Regions from separate parts of the Mus musculus genome. Here regions 2 and 3 are each linked to region 1. A link is a contact called in public HiChIP or PLAC-seq and promoter capture Hi-C data. All regions are on one chromosome and are shown on one strand. The core of a region is the stretch at or near the end of the contact, and the rest is flanking DNA. Distances in the headings are between cores, read along the strand shown. Region 1 holds the start of Rgl1 (ral guanine nucleotide dissociation stimulator,-like 1). Region 2 holds the start of C230024C17Rik (RIKEN cDNA C230024C17 gene). Region 3 holds the start of Niban1 (niban apoptosis regulator 1).

Region 1 (5,086 bases), core at 1,323-3,822:
AGTAAGGTGCTTGCTCAGTAAGTAAAGACCTCTAGTGTTCACTGAGAAAGTGCCTAACTTTGCAGACTACATCTTCAATGTCACTAGCAACTTACCATCCCGGTCAACAGTGTCCTGATCCAAGCATAGTGGCAGGAAAATCCTGACTTAAGGCAGGTTGAGAAGGTCAATGCGGGGGTTGGGGGAGATCCAATGTCAGCAGCCACGGCTAAGGAAGATAGGGCTCCTGGCTTCCTGCCTTTGACTATGAGTCTTACAAGTCATATTGCCTCCGCTCCTCCCAGGAAGCCCCGTGCACTCCGCACTCATCTGGGAACACTGCTCCAAACCCTGTGTGCTCTGAAACTAAGGTTAGTAGGCTGCGATGCAAGCACACACTCCTCAGTGCTTTGAAGACCATTACCCACAAGTCCTGCCTCTCTTCAGACACCGCTATGTTCCTCCCTGTGTCATCTGTAACTACTCTCTCTCCACTCTCCCACATGTTCCTGATCCCACCGCCAGGCTCTCTGCCTTGCATAGTCCCTTCATTTGGGATGTGTTGAAAGATTCATTGGTCGAATTAAGAACTCACATGACCTTCCCCAATAGTTTATGGAAAGCAGATTTTTTCCGAGTGTCTGCCACCGACTCCATACTCTACAGGCAAAGCCCCAAGACTAAGTATATATCAGTCTACTCCCATTCTACAGAAAGGAGGTCACAATGGGAAACCTTGCCGCCCCTCAAAGGAAGCGGGTCTGAATGGCCTCTGAACTTCTGGGAGTGGGGACTGGGCTGTTGGCATCACTGTGTAAGGAGGAGAGAGAGAAAAGGTTATCTTCTGGGCACAGCGGTTTATGACACATGTAGAAGCTAGTAGTGCTCTCTGACCAGGTCTCTGTGTGTCTGTCCTCTTCTGCCACAACACCCCCAGCCTGTTTGCCAAATACCTCAAGATGTTTCCGGAAGGTTCTGAATTATTGACAGACTTAGGGAAGATGCTTAGGAAAACACAAGTCCTAAAACAGACCTGTCCAGCTAGAGCAAACACTTGGCCATCAGCAGTTTCCTTTTTAAGACTAAGGGGGAGAAAAAGGGGATGGGGGGGGCTACCTTGGCTAAATAATAATGATATTCACAGAAGAGCAAAGACACTGTTCCAAAGTTCAAGATCTCGGAAGCGCTACTCACCCCTAGCCATCTCGCTCCTTTATTGGCCGCCTGTTGAATCTGGACTCTTTTGAGGGTGACATGGTAAACAGCTCCTTCCTCTACCTCTTCACCCCAGTCCTGAATCGAGCTCTGCCAGGGACAGGATAAAAAGAAAGAAAAAGAGGGTCGTAGTGTGTGTTGTTGTTTTCTTCCCCCTTGGCTAACCACAATCTATCCCAGCTGCTTCCCTGCTTACAAAGGCTCTCCAAGCCTTTGAGTAAATCCTCCAAACAGAGCAACACAGGACACCCTGCAATAGGCAAGGCTGAGATTTTCTTGGCTGGCAGCCTTTTCCTGCGGTATCAGGAGCCTCCGACTTCTCCCTTCTCTGGTCAGTTACTTTTCCTAACCTAGCCACGTATCTTAAATCATCTTTTCAAGTTTTTTTTTTTCCTTCTTAAGGAAACTGTGGTTTAGTCCTGATCAACTCTGTCCACTTAAGTGAAAGGAAAAAATAACTCATTTGCAAAAACAAGAGTTTATACTTCTCAAAGTACACAAACATTTGAGCAATGTCGATGTTAAACTCCCTCAAACAAGTGTTTTAATACCAAGAGCCCTCTTTGGGAAGTGAAGTTGTACCTCTTTTTCTCCTCTTACTATTTTGAAACCCAAAAAAAAGTTATGTGGGGTATGGAAAGTTTTTATTTCCAGAAAGAAAAAAGGAAAAGAAAAGAAAAGAAAAGAAAAGAAAAGAAAAGAAAAGAAAAGCCCCTCTGGCAAGTGCCGAGAAAGCAAAACATCTTCATGCAGCTTCCACTGAAATTTACACAGCGACCCCCTGGATAGCCATGTCGCCAGCTAAACCTCGGATCTGTGTTAAAGGGCTGCCGCTGGGAAGCAGAGCGCGGCGCCGCTCCCCCAGACTGAGTTCTGTCCTTTCCAAGTTCTGCTCTCCTGACACGCATCTGCCTGTCCCAGACACCCCGCAGGCGATGCCTGAGAACACAGGCATCGTTTCTAGGGAGAAGAGGCACAGAGAGGGGAAGGACACAAAGCAGAATGAGAAAGCTCCTCTTAGAGAGTGGGGTCCGGGTGGCTCTGATCAGTTAGACAGTGCTCCAACAACCCGGCCCGAGAAAGCGGGAGATGGGACGAGTCCCCCAGCAGAGAAGCGTCAGGGGAAGGCGGGGAGCTGGCGTTACCATTTTAGCTTGCCAAAGTAATTTCATTCTCAGTTTTCTTTCCGGCACACGGACGCTGCATGGTGCGCCCTGCTCCGAGGCGGTCGGGGCGTCTCTCTGGCCCGGCTCCGGGTCCCCGCGCTTCCCACGCGCCTTGCTGCCCGACTGCCGCCGCCGCCGCCGCGCGCGACCGGGCCACAAAGGAGCGCCGGCCAGCGAGCAGGCAGCCCGGGAGCCCGCGGCAGCAGACTCCTCCCCGCCGCTCCGTGATGTCAGGCTTTCCTGTTTGTGCTTGTGAGCGCACTCTCCCTTTCGGAAGCCCCGCGGATCAAGGGAGCAAGCAATCGTTTCTCCAGCTCAGAGTGGTGGGGAAACGATGCTTTCAAGTAGACCGCTTCATCGGGGTTTCCTGGTGGCCACCAGGTGACAAAATAGAACCATGTGTGCCATGGGACATGTGCGCAGCCTCCGTCTGCTTTACTGAAGGAAACTGTTAGGGATTAGGGATTCTTGTGTGATCTGCTTGCTATTTGGAATTTACAGCAATTAAATCAGAGTCCCCTCGATTTGGGGGGAAGATTTTCATTAGGATAAAGTCAAAAGCTATCTGGGTATCTAAAAACCGTGCCCAGCGGCTCTACCCTGCCCCGCACCTGCAACTGCCTGGACTTGTTCCTACTGCCCACTCTTGTTTGTGGCTTTCTTGCTTTTTTTTTCTTTTTTTTAAACAAAAGGTGGTCCTGGCTAGCCTTGAACACTTAGAACTTTTCTGGCAATCCTCCTGCCTCTGTCTCTTGAGTGCTGAGATTACAGGCATGCATCAACTCCACCACCCAGTCTGATAAGGCTTACTGGCTACTGCTGGTGAGAGCAGAGAGTTTTGCAGGATCTGACAGTTTGTGACAGAGGCCATAAGTGGTCCTAGGGGTTTCTGGAGCCTCTGTGAGTAGCCATGGGGGGTGTGCACTGTGGGGACACAGAGGGATAATCACTGTAGGGAAAGCCTTTCAAAGGACAATGCTGAAAAGAATTTTATCTTAACACAATAGTCTGTGGGGGACAATACATTACACTTTAAAAGATCTAGTTTCAATAAATCAACAGCAAGAGATAGCCCATAGTCAGGTAGCCAAACTGTACCTGTCAGAACTCCACACCAATTACAAAAATGTCATGTTTTACACATGTCAAACTGAAAAGGACCTCCTCCAGATTGCTGTGCTGAGCTTTGGTTAGTACTGAATATACCATGAGCTGAAAAGTTAGGCAATCAGTGCACTGATGTCTCCAGAAGGGCATCAGAAATGACAGAGGCTACACCAAGCAAGCAAAGGATCTCTGCACACTGAAGGATGTCTTCAAGTCAGTCAAACGCTCCTCATAAAGACCCATGCTTCAGGAGTTCAAGACTGTAGAGAGAATGATCTTTTACAACCAAAGTGGATGTTTCTATAATTTAAATATTAAACACACATACACACACACACACACACACACACACACACACACACACACACACATTCCTTCTGCTGTGCTCAGTACTCAGAACAGAGTGTCCCAGGAGCCAGAGGGAAAACATGTGGCGGCCCTACCTCAGGCTTCTTATCTGCCTCAGGGCCCCAGGTCACACCTAGATGAGTCTCCTTGGTGATTCTGAAGACCTCAAGAGGCAGCCCAGGACAGATGAGCAACACTTCAGTTAATTTCACCACCGCTGTAACCTAATCTGTGCTGCAAGTTTTAAGACTGTTGAAAAACTTCTTCACAAAAGCAGTTTCTTCTCCAGAAATTCCTGGGAAAGGTGGCTTGGGCCTCACAAGCCTCTCAGGCTGTAGCTCTCCCTTCTTCTCATCCTATTGACTTGGGTTCTGGCTGTAAAGGGAATGACAACAGAACCCAGTTCAAGCCCAGCCTTCAAGCCCAGCCTTAAGAGTGGAAGTCAGAGTACATTTCCATGGCTTCCCTCCGATTTGCTTCCTTGGCTACAAAGTAGGACAAACCTCACAGAATTTCAGAAAGGGTTAAATAAAGAAATGTGCAAGTCACCTAGTGCACGGAGAGCTGTCCAGAAGGCTCCATTTTCTCCCTACTGCCCTTCCCCCTTAGGAGCTGTAGGCCGGAACTCCATGAAAGGCTGTCATGTCTGCAATGTACAGAAATCTGAAATGATGTCTTCCAAATTATATTCAAGCTCCAGAGAGACATGCCAAGAATGATTATTTGTGTTTGTTCCTGGGAAGGTGTGATTTTGTCACAATCCTTTTACGAAGGAAAGAAAAAGATGAAAACCAAATAGCTGGACTTATATGATCTAGAACTATCAAATGTTGAAGTCAACAAGGGCTTTTTCCACTTATTTTAAACTATTTCACTTAAAATGAGCGATAGGCCCCAAACACAGGATGCTGTGCACTGCTGCAGGGGACAGAAAAGGATAAAGATGGGCTGGAGCCTGCTCGGGACTCTGGGACTGATGGGGAAGTCTAGCAGTGAAGTGTCTGTGCTGTTCCTTTAGTGTGCTCCCTGGAGCCGAGCAGAGGAACACTCAACTGTGAACCTCTTTTCTTTAGCACTTTTAATCCAGGAAGAAAAAAAGTAAAGCTGTGGCTGAAAAAATTTTTTCACTTATAGGCAATGTAATCAATATTACCCTTTTGCTAGGGTTTTTGGATTAAAGTACTAGCTACAGCGTGAGGAGCATACGCCTATAACCCATTTATCCATCAGTGTGAATTGACTCAGCTAGTAAACACCTTACCCTAGACTCA
Region 2 (5,086 bases), core at 1,586-4,085, 1.1 Mb after region 1:
TGTCCTGGGTCTCCACTATGCCACAAGCACAGCTGGGGGCTGTTTGCTACACCCTGCTGGAAGTTCCTGTTGGTGGATGGGTGACAGACGGGTGCGGTGGGGTGATGGTTAGAACACCTCCTTGACTCCAATTCCAGGGTGACAGGTGCCTGAAAACGGAGCACAGTCTCACCCAGAACCTACAGGACTGTGCAGCTCTGTGCCCAGTCTTAGAGAGAACTAGAGATCTAACTCCTGCCTTCCAGGCACTTGTAAAATGGTAGGCCTCAGTTTTCCCCTCTTCTGGAGTGTTTTATTCTAAATGATTTCTCAGGGCCTTGGAAAATGCCTGGGGAGGGGTGGGGGGAAATGTAGATTTAACTGAAACTTGTTTCTGAGTAGTAGTGGACGGAAGAGAGGTGCTCTCGGTGAAGAAATATCGGTGGCAACCTTGAGGAAAGGGATGGGGAACCACAGAGAGGGAGAAGAAGACCTTTAGAAGCCCCTTAGGTAATTCTCGAAGCTTGGAAATGGCGATGTTAGGGTTAAGTGGGTTCATGGATGCTACCCATTGACATTGTCTCCAGGGAATGCATCACTATGACGTCAGGGCAGTGGGCAGGTGTGTTTGCTTGCTGATGTGAACTGAGACTCCATGGGGTAGGAAAGCATGGGGGTGGGGGGAGATGTTAGGAAACCGAGGCACCATGGAATGGTGAAGCCTGGGGAAGAGAGGGAAACCTGGTCATTGGTAGTCAGGGGGAATTCAGGAGGTTAAGGCAGGTGGACAGTCCCTTGCGGTGTTAAGAAGACAGCATAGCTTGACAGACAAACCCACGTGTGCCCAAACATAAACAGCATGCTTGACGCTTATGAGGATTCAGACCAACATGTCAGAATCCAGGAAGCATAAACACAGAGAGCCAGGTTCCTTCTAGCCGTGGCCAGGGCCCTGGAGGTCAAGGAGGAACAAGGGCCTTTAGGACTCAATGGCTCCCTGTCCCTATGACTCTGGGATCCATGAAGCTCTGACTACAGGACACTAGCCCTGGCCTCCCTCCCAAGTGGGAATCGGGGTCTCTAGAGAGCAAAAGGAGATGGAGAAGCATGGGCTGGGAAGTGCTGCAGGGGACCGAAGACCTCAAAGATTAACCAGGGGGACTTCAGCAGAGGAAGGGGTTTTCCATGGCTACACAAAGGAACTGGAGACACGAGGGACCAGGAAGCAAAAAAGCAGAAAAGTCCAGAGCCAGTGACGACACCACAGCTAAGGGCAAGGACTGGAAAGTGGAAAATGTGAGTGGGGAGAAAGGAATGGAGCGAGCAAATGAGGGGGGTGGGAGAGAGAGAGAGGAGACAGGAGACAGGAAGGATGAGTGAAGCATCCTGCTATTTCCTCCAGGGTTTCTCATCATGAGCCAAGTGTGAGCTGGAGAACACATACAGAAAACCGATGTGGCGAATGCTCAGAAATGTGGGCTCTGGAGTTAGCTCAGAGCTCAAACCCCAGTGTTTGATTATAATGTCTTTTTTCTTTGTGTGTGTGCGCACGCGCATGCACCTGTCTGCCTGTCTGCCTGTGTCTGATTTTGTAGTCTCCACCTTAGTTTTTAGACACTCCTCAGCTTAATTTTTGAGATAGGGTGTTTCATGAACCTGTGTTTTTGTTGTTGTTGTTGTTTTGTTTTGTTTTGTTTTGTTTTAAGCTATACTGGCACAGGGATCTACCCGGCTCTGTCGATCGCACGCCAGCATATCCCCCTCACCCCTCCCTTGCCAGCCTTGGGATTATAGACATGTGGCCACCACCTGGCTTTTTAGGTAGGCACTGGGGACCCAAACTCAGGTCTCATATTTGTATAGCAGGCACTTTACCCACCAACCCATCTTCCTAGCTCCTAATTATAAGGTCTCGATGGTAAGGGGGAGTCTAACAAGTCTAAAAGGCAGGTGGACAGCCCCTTGTGATGTTAAGAAGACAGCATGGCCTTTTACTGCCTTTCCCCACGGACTTGGGAACACAGTACATTTTAAATGACTATTTGTGGGGAGACTGATGATTGAATTTGGAGGATCCAGAGCACAGGATGTGTGTGTGTGTGTGTGGTATGGTGTGTGTGGTGTGTTAATGGATTACAGTCATTCACCACCAAACCATTGACACTAGACAAAGCTCCCGTCTGGACTTCTGCTACCACAGAAAGGGTAATGTGATGTACCATGGGGGCTGAAGGAGATGAAGGACAGAAAGGCTGAGAGGCACTATGGGATATTTAATCCTGACCCCCAGCTTTGCCCAGATTGCTGATCCCAGATGACCCAGGCCACAAAGCTGTTGTCCCTACACCCTCCATTAAAGAGATGGCAGCTGTGCTGGACCTGCTGGGCAAAAATGAGGTCAGGTTTTGTCAGAGCCAGTGCAATTCACCAGCATATTCAATGGGCTAGATTCACAGCTACTGTGGAGTCAATCACATCTCTGAAATCACAGATAGGAACTGACCTGCTGGGAAGAGAAGTCTGGATACATTGTGAACTTCAGAAAGTTTCTGTCTGGAAACCAGAAAGGTAACCATGGCAACTGGGAGGCAAGTTGAACTCAGAGGAGGGCTCTTCATCCTCAGCAGGGAGCTGTGAGCTCTCTGGATCTGCCTGTCAGTGCGGTTGCGGTTGTATCAATTCCTTTGTCTTCCTTTGCTTTGTCAAATAGAACATACTAGCCCAGGAATCTGGCGGCAGCCCTGGCTTCAGCCTGGATGTATTTAATGAAAAACACCTTGGGCACTGCTATTTTGTTGCCTGCCAAATAGAAATTTCAAACCTCCTTAAAGACCCCACAAGGATGCAGAATGGGCAGGGAGGTTTGAGAGGATCCTCTGCAGAATGCAGTATTCTTGTCACGTGACTCTGGGTTGATTCCAAAATGGGCAAGAGCGTCGGGTATGATCCATCCGTGTCACATGGAGAACGGCTGTGCCATGGATAACACCCACATCTGTGCCTGGCAGCTGTGTGACAAAAGTGTGTCTGTGGGTATGAGGAGCACCAGGCAAAGGAAAACCTTCAGCTCAGCTGAGCACCTCTGGTGGGCTGGCTGGCTGCTCCATGTAGATGGAGACTTGAGATACACAGCCGCCCAACAAGGCATCCACCCACCGAGTGCCCACACGTCTCTGCTCAGCCCCAGTCTAGCCCTCGGGCTGTGAGGTAGGAAGCTCTCAAGAGCTGAGCTTGGCAAGACGGGCATGTGGATTTGGTGTTCACTGCACCTGAGGTAGAAGTGTGTCCAGGAATGTGCCCTGTCCTCTCTGCCTTGGTTCTGCCTTGAGAATGTGGGAGTTTGGGAACAGTGGATCAGGTTGACTAACTGGGTCACCCTTCATAGGGTCTGGCTCAGTGAGGGGAGTCTACCTGAACTATTGTTCCAGATGTTTGGTTTCGGACTGGACTGGACAGGCACAAGGGACTGAGGTGCAAATTTTTCATATCAAAGCAGACCTGGCCTCTAGGTTCTCCCAGCATCCCTCAGTCTCACCTGGCATACCCTGCCCCTAACCCTGAACTTTCAGCCCAGGGGCTGGGCTGCCCTTCCCCCAATGCCTCTTCTCTATATAATCCAGGCATTTTGATCTCTTCTTCTTCCTCTTCTTCCTCTTCCTCCTCCTCCTTCTCTCTCTGTGCATGCACATTCTCAAGTGCCCTTTCTCTAGACAAGACCACTGAGCTGCATCTCCAGCCTCCTTCCTCGCCTCCCTTTCCTTTCCTCCTTCCCACTCCCTCCCATCTTCCTTTCCCGACCTTTTACTTCACAGAGCATAGAGCAGTCCTTACTGCTGGAGAAGCCCCCTAGGAGATGGAATTCTGTATCCTGAAAGTGACAAAACATTGTTTTCCTTACTGCATAGAATTCCATACAGCATAGATTTCCAGTCTATCTGTTTGCCAATCTGTTTGATTGTGTGCCAAGTCTTGTTCCAAGCGCCTTGTATATAGATGCGGGTCCTTTGGCATGCCACCCAGATCCCCTATCCTGGCCACCACCAGTGTGGTATGGTCTCTGTTATAGGCTCTGGGAGTTGCTCTTGACAGAGACATCACCTGGAGCCAGGTCAGGCATCTCAGCACAGCAGAGTCCAATAAATGGGTAATGCTAAGGCCTGCTCAGCTCCAGAAGTAGACACTTGCAAAGGTCTACACAACTCTAGAACATCCTTGAAGACCCTCTGGGCGTGGGGTGGGGTCTCTGTGTGCAGCATAACTGCTCTGCTCTTCTCTCAGTTCGTTTCTGAGAATTATCCCTAGCATGCCTGCTACCCCTACAGAATGCTCCCTGGGGAAGTCCAGCTCTCCAAAAAGGTCTTCAGTCCCCACCACACCTTATGAAATAAGTATGGTGATGTCTAAACCCCAGACACAAAGAAATGGAAAGATGGAGTCTCTAAGGTCTCTCATAATTATACAGCAGAAACATGATTTGAAACTCCATAACTATCTACCCTTAACCTTACCTGCTGCTTCTTAGTAGCAATCTCGAAGGGAGCTCCCGAGGGCCAGCCGGGAAGACAATGGCACCTTTAAGGCAGGATGAGGAGGGGAACTAAGCAGTTGCTTAGCCTCAGGATCACTTACCGGTTACAGAGCTGTTGTTACTGTTGCTTTCCAGCAGGAGCAACATGGTAAATTCAAAGCTGGATTGAGGCACCAAGACTTACCCTATAACTATAGAGCATTAGAGCAATTAAGCACGGTTGCAGAGATTTCTGCTATAATTGTGTTAAGTAAATGTTTCCGCCCATGCCTGCTGATCTTGGCCAAATCGCTAGTTTTCTGATCTTCTGATCCTTCATCTCAAAGTGGAGGTAATGACCGTGGGGGCGAATAGCTCACTTGGCTCCCGTCACCTTCGAAGACCATGGGATGGTACCTGTTCTGACCTGAGAGAGAGTGCAGTATAGTGGTGATGTACTTTTTCTTGGAATGCACCCCATGCGCCTGTCCTCCGTGAACTCTCCACCCCCTACCAAACCTCTCCTGTCACTTTTGAATTGTTTTCCTGCTTTTACTAGAGGTCGGCGTCTCTCTCTCTCTCTCTCTCTCTCTCTCTCTC
Region 3 (5,086 bases), core at 859-3,358, 1.1 Mb before region 1:
AGGTTAGCCTGTGTTACATAGCAAAGCCTTGTCTCACAGAACCAAGCCGTGGGGTGGGCTGGGAAAACCCAAATAAGTAAATAAAAGCAAAAGCCAAAAGCACCTCATGATAGATCGTCAGACACAGGCTGGAAGGCAGTGTGCCCACCAGGCCCTTGTCTGAGCCTTTGAACTGTGGGCCAAAGAAACACTAATTCTTGTAAGCAGATTAGCCTCAGTAAGGAAAGTGAGGAAAGCCAGCTAACACAAGAGGAGAGTTAGGTAACCTGACCGGGTCACATGACAGCCAGTGATTTGGAGCTGAATTTGCCAGGTAATAAGTGTGTTAATTCTACTCCACACAAATCTTTCCACCCGTGACTGCACAAAAGAGAGAAGAAGGATAAATCAGACGTCACGTTTCTAAACTCAAATTTAGATTTGAACACTGAGCGGTTTAAATCATTGAGTGGCTACCCAGAAGCACTCTGTAGTCACTGAGACCCCAGCTTTTACTGAGTGCAGGCCCTTAAACTTTTTTGTTTGGTTGGTTTTTTGTTTGTTTGTTTGTATGTTTGTTGTTGTTTTGAGACTGTTTCTCTGTGTAGCCCTAGCTGTCCTGGAACCTGTTCTGTAGACCAGGCTGGCCTTGAAATCAGAGATTCGCCTGCCTCTGCCTGTCCCTCCTGAGTCCTGGGAGTAAACACTCACACCACCATGGCTGGTGTTTAGGGAGGGTTCAGGCGAAGTCTCTCGGTGTTGTTAGCTTTTCTTCTCTTTTCTTTTTTCTTTCCTTTTATTCTCCTTATTTCCTTCCTCCTTTCTTTTTCTTTTTTTCTCTCTCTCTCTTTTTGATACTGCTTTTCATGTAGCTCAAGCTGGCCTCCGACTCTCCATGTAGCCCACTCCTCCAGCGTTCGTTCGCCTCCCAGAGTGCAGGAATTGCAGATACGCACTGGCACACCTTGTTTGTGAGATGCTGAGGTGCAAACCCAGAGCTCCAGGAATGCTACTAGCAGCACTCTGTTCATGAGCCTGAAGATGTTAGCCTGTGAGAGTTGAATGAATGAGGCACCCAGAGAGGAAAACTGAGCAAGTGGTTCACCTTGGCATAGGGGAGCGAGCAGGGCAGGGGCTGGAACCTAGAGAGCAGAGACAGAAACGCTGGTAAATGAGAGGGGAAGCCCCCCACCCCTCAGGCTATAATAGACCCTTGGCTTTTCCTTTGAAGCCCGGAGCCGGGTTAGACTGTTGTGAGGCTTAATGTGAGAAACGAGGGCAGTGGAGATGGTAAGAATTCCCTGGACGTTGGACATATTTTGAAATTAGACTCGACAGGATTTTACTGATGATCTAGTGTACAGGGTGCGAGAGACTCGGTGTGTGAGCTGTGAGAAATATGTGTTAAAGTTCTGGTGAATTAACTTTAGAGGCAGCTGTGGAGAAGCCTTAAAGTCCTCTTTAGGCCTGGTTAAGTTGATAGGAATTGTAAAACTCCTGGCCACTAAGAACAGAAAGAAATCAGGATGACCCCTCTGCCCAGGGTGTTCTTGCCTGAGGCGGCCAAGCTGAAGAGATAGTGGCCTTGCATACGAGAAACCACGTGGTAAGAAGACTTGAAGGTTAAGGTGTCAGGACAGACTCCCTGGAGTCGTAGGCAGGTTCAGGGCTTACTTAGTGTGTGGAACCGGCCTTGGCTTCTCCCATTTCTCTCCCCTGCTTCCCCTTCAGTTCCCATCTCTCAAATCCAAGTGCTTGGTTACAAGAAGCTTTGACTCTCCAAGGTTCCCATACTTCCGTGCAAGGGAATTCCGGAGGTGGGGATGCGGATGGGAGTGGGGGATCTGTGGACAGGTGGCTGGAGAACAGGAAGGGGAAGGGCTCCTGACCTCCACCTGGTGGGACTGTAAATCTCCATCTGGGAGAAGTTACAGTCACATGGAAGAAGTCCGCTCTCTCCACTCCCTCCACGATGGGTCTGGGCTGTCCCCAAACTGGTGAAAAGTCAGTCTCGAGAAGGAGGAAAGTATTTTTACTATGGTTACTCCCTGGAGTTCCTAGGACAGCCCCCGGGGTTCCAGCGCAGCGAGGGCGGGAAGACAGCCCCCGGGCCAGCCCACACATCTTCCGAGGGCGCGGGCCTGGAGGAGGCGCCCGGGCCGGCGACGCCTCTCAAGGAAGTTGGCCCTTTAATTACAGAGCCAGTTCCCTGACACATCCACCTTCAGCGGCAAGCAGCAGGCGCAGTTGGTGTCAGTCCTCTGCCTCCCGTGCAGCACCGCGGCCATGGGCGGCTCAGCTTCCAGCCAGCTGGACGAGGGCAAGTGCGCCTACATCCGAGGTACGGCGGCCAGGGCGGCAGGGTGGCGCAGAGCCAGGGCTAGCCTGGTCACCTGCACGCTGATCTTCCGAGGGAGCACTGGCTAGCTGGTGCTACCGGCGGGCGTTGGGCTCCTAGACTTGCGCTCGCCTCCGGGAGCGGAGCCCCGGTGTCCTGTTTCAAGCACCCGCGACTCAGGTGGGGTAGAGAGTAGGGACGGGATGATGCAGGACACACGTGAGAGGCAGGTACTCCCAGGGTGGCTGGAGAGAACTTTGTTGGTGCCCCCTCGCACTCCACCCCTCCTGCCCCCGCCCTGTGCCCCTCCAGCCTCAGAATCTGTTCCTTCCCTGCTGGGGAGACATCTTTCTTGTTTGTACTTGGCTCTGAGTAATTTCCAAAGGTTAGAGGTTTACTGGGGTTATCCCCTCGAGTTTTGAGATTTCCTTAGTGGTAGTGGTGGGGAGTTCCTGGGCTATCAGAATTTCCCTCCGGGTCATATTGGCCTGGTTTTGTAAAGTGCAGCGCAGGCCACACCTTCTCCTGAACTTCACACCAATTGCAGGGCGATTTCATCAGAAGCAGAAAGGATGAAATCTTTACCTTTTCAGGTTGGATGGTTCCCTTCCTTCCCCTGAGAGGGAGGAAAACAAAAGGGGAAGCTCGGAGTGTTTTTGCAACAGTTGTTAAAGCTATAGATGGGGAGAAACATCTTTTTAGGAGATCTTGACCTACGGAGTGATTCAGTAAGAGAGAGACAGGCAGAAGAAACCAAAACTCGGTGGCACAGAAACTGCAGGAAATCCAGAGTTCTTATCTTTCGTTGTGTTTGGTTCTTACCCCACCCACCCTAATCTTGCCCTCAGCCACAGACATTCAGCTAGCTATGAATTTAGTGCCCCACTCCTGGCTTCCCAAGTACTTTGAAAAGTATGTATTAAAGGAGGGCTACTGATTTCTTTGAGTTAATTTTATATGCAGCCACTTTGCAGAATTTATCAGCTGTAGGAGTTCTCTGGTAGATTTTGGGGTCATTTATGTATATTATGATATCATCCAAAAATAGCGATACTTTGACTTCTTCCTTTCCGATTTGTATCCGCTTGATAATTTTTAGCTGTCTTATTGCTCTGGCTAGAACTTGCAGTACTATACTGAATAGATAGGGAGAGAGTGAGCAGCCTTTACTTTGTTATGCTTGCAAACTGGAGTCTAGCATGATTGTCCTCTTAGAGGCTCCAACCAGCAGCTGACTCATACAGATGCAGACACCCACAGCCAAACAGTGGATGGGGCTTGGGGACTCGTATAGAAGAAGAGGAGGAAGGATTGCTGCCCTGAAGGGAATAGGAACTCCACAGGAAGACCAACAGAGTCAACTAACCTGGACTCTTAGGGTTCTCAGAGACTGAACTACCAGCCAAAGAATATACACAGGCTGGACCTAGGCCTCCCTGCACATATGTAGCAGATGTGTAGTTTGGTCTCCACGTGGTTCCCAAACAACTGGAAGGGGGTTATCCCAAAAGCTGCCCATGGGATGTGTTCTTCTAGCTGGGCTGCCTTCAGTGGGAAAGGATGTGCCTGGCCTCGAAGAGACTTTATGTGCCAGGGTAGGGGTGTACCCAGGGGGCCTCCACCCACTCAGAGGAGAAGGGGAGGGGTTCGGGGGAAAGCATTGTGGGAGGGGGTGACTGGGATGGGGCCAGTGAATAGGATGTAAAGTGAATTTTTAAAAAGTATGTATTAAGCTCCAAGTTTTACTTTAACTTTTTAGAAGAAACAGTGAACTTTTTCCTGATGCCCCTTTCTGGCCCTTAAGATTATATCTAAAAGAAATACATTTATTCATTTATTAATTCTGTATTTGTTGTCAGTCATAGTGTTTCAAAACCTTTTTAAAGGGTGCCATATAAAGGCAGATTCAAGGCAGGAGCTATAATTGATTTTCCAGATTCTTGCTTCTGCTCACTTCGGGACAGGGAGTTATCAGTGTGAGGGGACAAGCTCAGTCACTTGTCCCTCAGTGGTGGTCTTGGCCCTCTGCACAGGGAGAAAAGATGGAGATTTTATTTAAGACTAAGCCTGCTAATTTTACTCTTCACTGTTCACCCCCCCCTCCCCCCCCGTGCTGGGCTCAGAGATGACACAGAACACTAACAAGGGGCTTGCATTAGCCCGTGAGCAAAATTGTGTTTGTGACGTTTATAAGATGTTTCACTGCATAGTGAGAAGCACTGAAAGTTGATGCATAGCCAGTTACAAGTATCAGGATCCCTGGCAAGGTTGGTGATGAGCTGCCTTGCAGGCCTGGTTCACACACCTCAAGGTCATGACCTTTGTTATGATTTGATGCAAGTATTGTACTCAAATAAGGAAAAGTGTTAGCCTCTTTATTCTAAAACAACATTGATAGACACACAAAAGTCACTATGTAAGGAAGATGCAATAATCGTATTTAAGTTAGTAAAACTATAGTCATTACATCCCTTAGTCTTGGATTGTTTTCTCTCTTTCTGTATTTGGAAGGGGGTTTGCATGGCATGTAAGCTGGGGAGGGAAGAAAGGAGTTAAAATACCTCCAGAGAAAATGAGCCTCTGCTTCACGGGACTGGCGGCCCTGAGCACGCCAGAAGGGAAAAGAGCCTTGGAAAAATGCATGGAGCTTGAAATTATTCCTGCATGAGCAAACAGAGATCACGGGGTTCTGATTTCCCCAGCAGTTTTGAAGCTTCAGGTCCCTAAATAAAACCATACCCCTGCATTTATCCCTCCGCCCATCCTTCA

Evidence for each region. Promoter capture Hi-C pulls out the DNA fragments that hold promoters and counts their contacts. HiChIP or PLAC-seq counts read pairs in DNA pulled down with a chosen protein or histone mark.
Region 2: a contact with region 1 is called in a promoter capture Hi-C map of stem cell-derived epiblast-like cells, with 2.9 times the contacts expected there. The contact joins the promoter of C230024C17Rik here to the promoter of Rgl1 in region 1. A contact is called at or near these places in 2 of 39 promoter capture datasets (pre-B cells and stem cell-derived epiblast-like cells).
Region 3: an H3K27ac HiChIP or PLAC-seq map of embryonic stem cells shows a contact between it and region 1, with 2.5 times the contacts expected there. The contact joins the promoter of Niban1 here to the promoter of Rgl1 in region 1. A contact is called at or near these places in 1 of 39 promoter capture datasets (the 3T3-L1 cell line) and 1 of 115 datasets of contacts at active chromatin or transcription factors (embryonic stem cells).

The regions. Positions count from the first base shown.
Region 1 is chr1:152,622,645-152,627,730 of GRCm38.p6, forward strand. It overlaps Rgl1 (ral guanine nucleotide dissociation stimulator,-like 1), which reads right to left and starts at 2,573. Exons shown (of 18, transcript NM_016846.4): 1 at 2,340-2,573; 2 at 1,174-1,284. The coding sequence starts at 2,366.
Region 2 is chr1:153,734,994-153,740,079 of GRCm38.p6, forward strand. It overlaps C230024C17Rik (RIKEN cDNA C230024C17 gene), which reads right to left and starts at 2,836. Exons shown (of 3, transcript NR_046171.1): 1 at 2,483-2,836.
Region 3 is chr1:151,569,265-151,574,350 of GRCm38.p6, forward strand. Niban1 (niban apoptosis regulator 1) reads left to right here and starts at 2,109. Exons shown (of 14, transcript NM_022018.3): 1 at 2,109-2,320. The coding sequence starts at 2,266.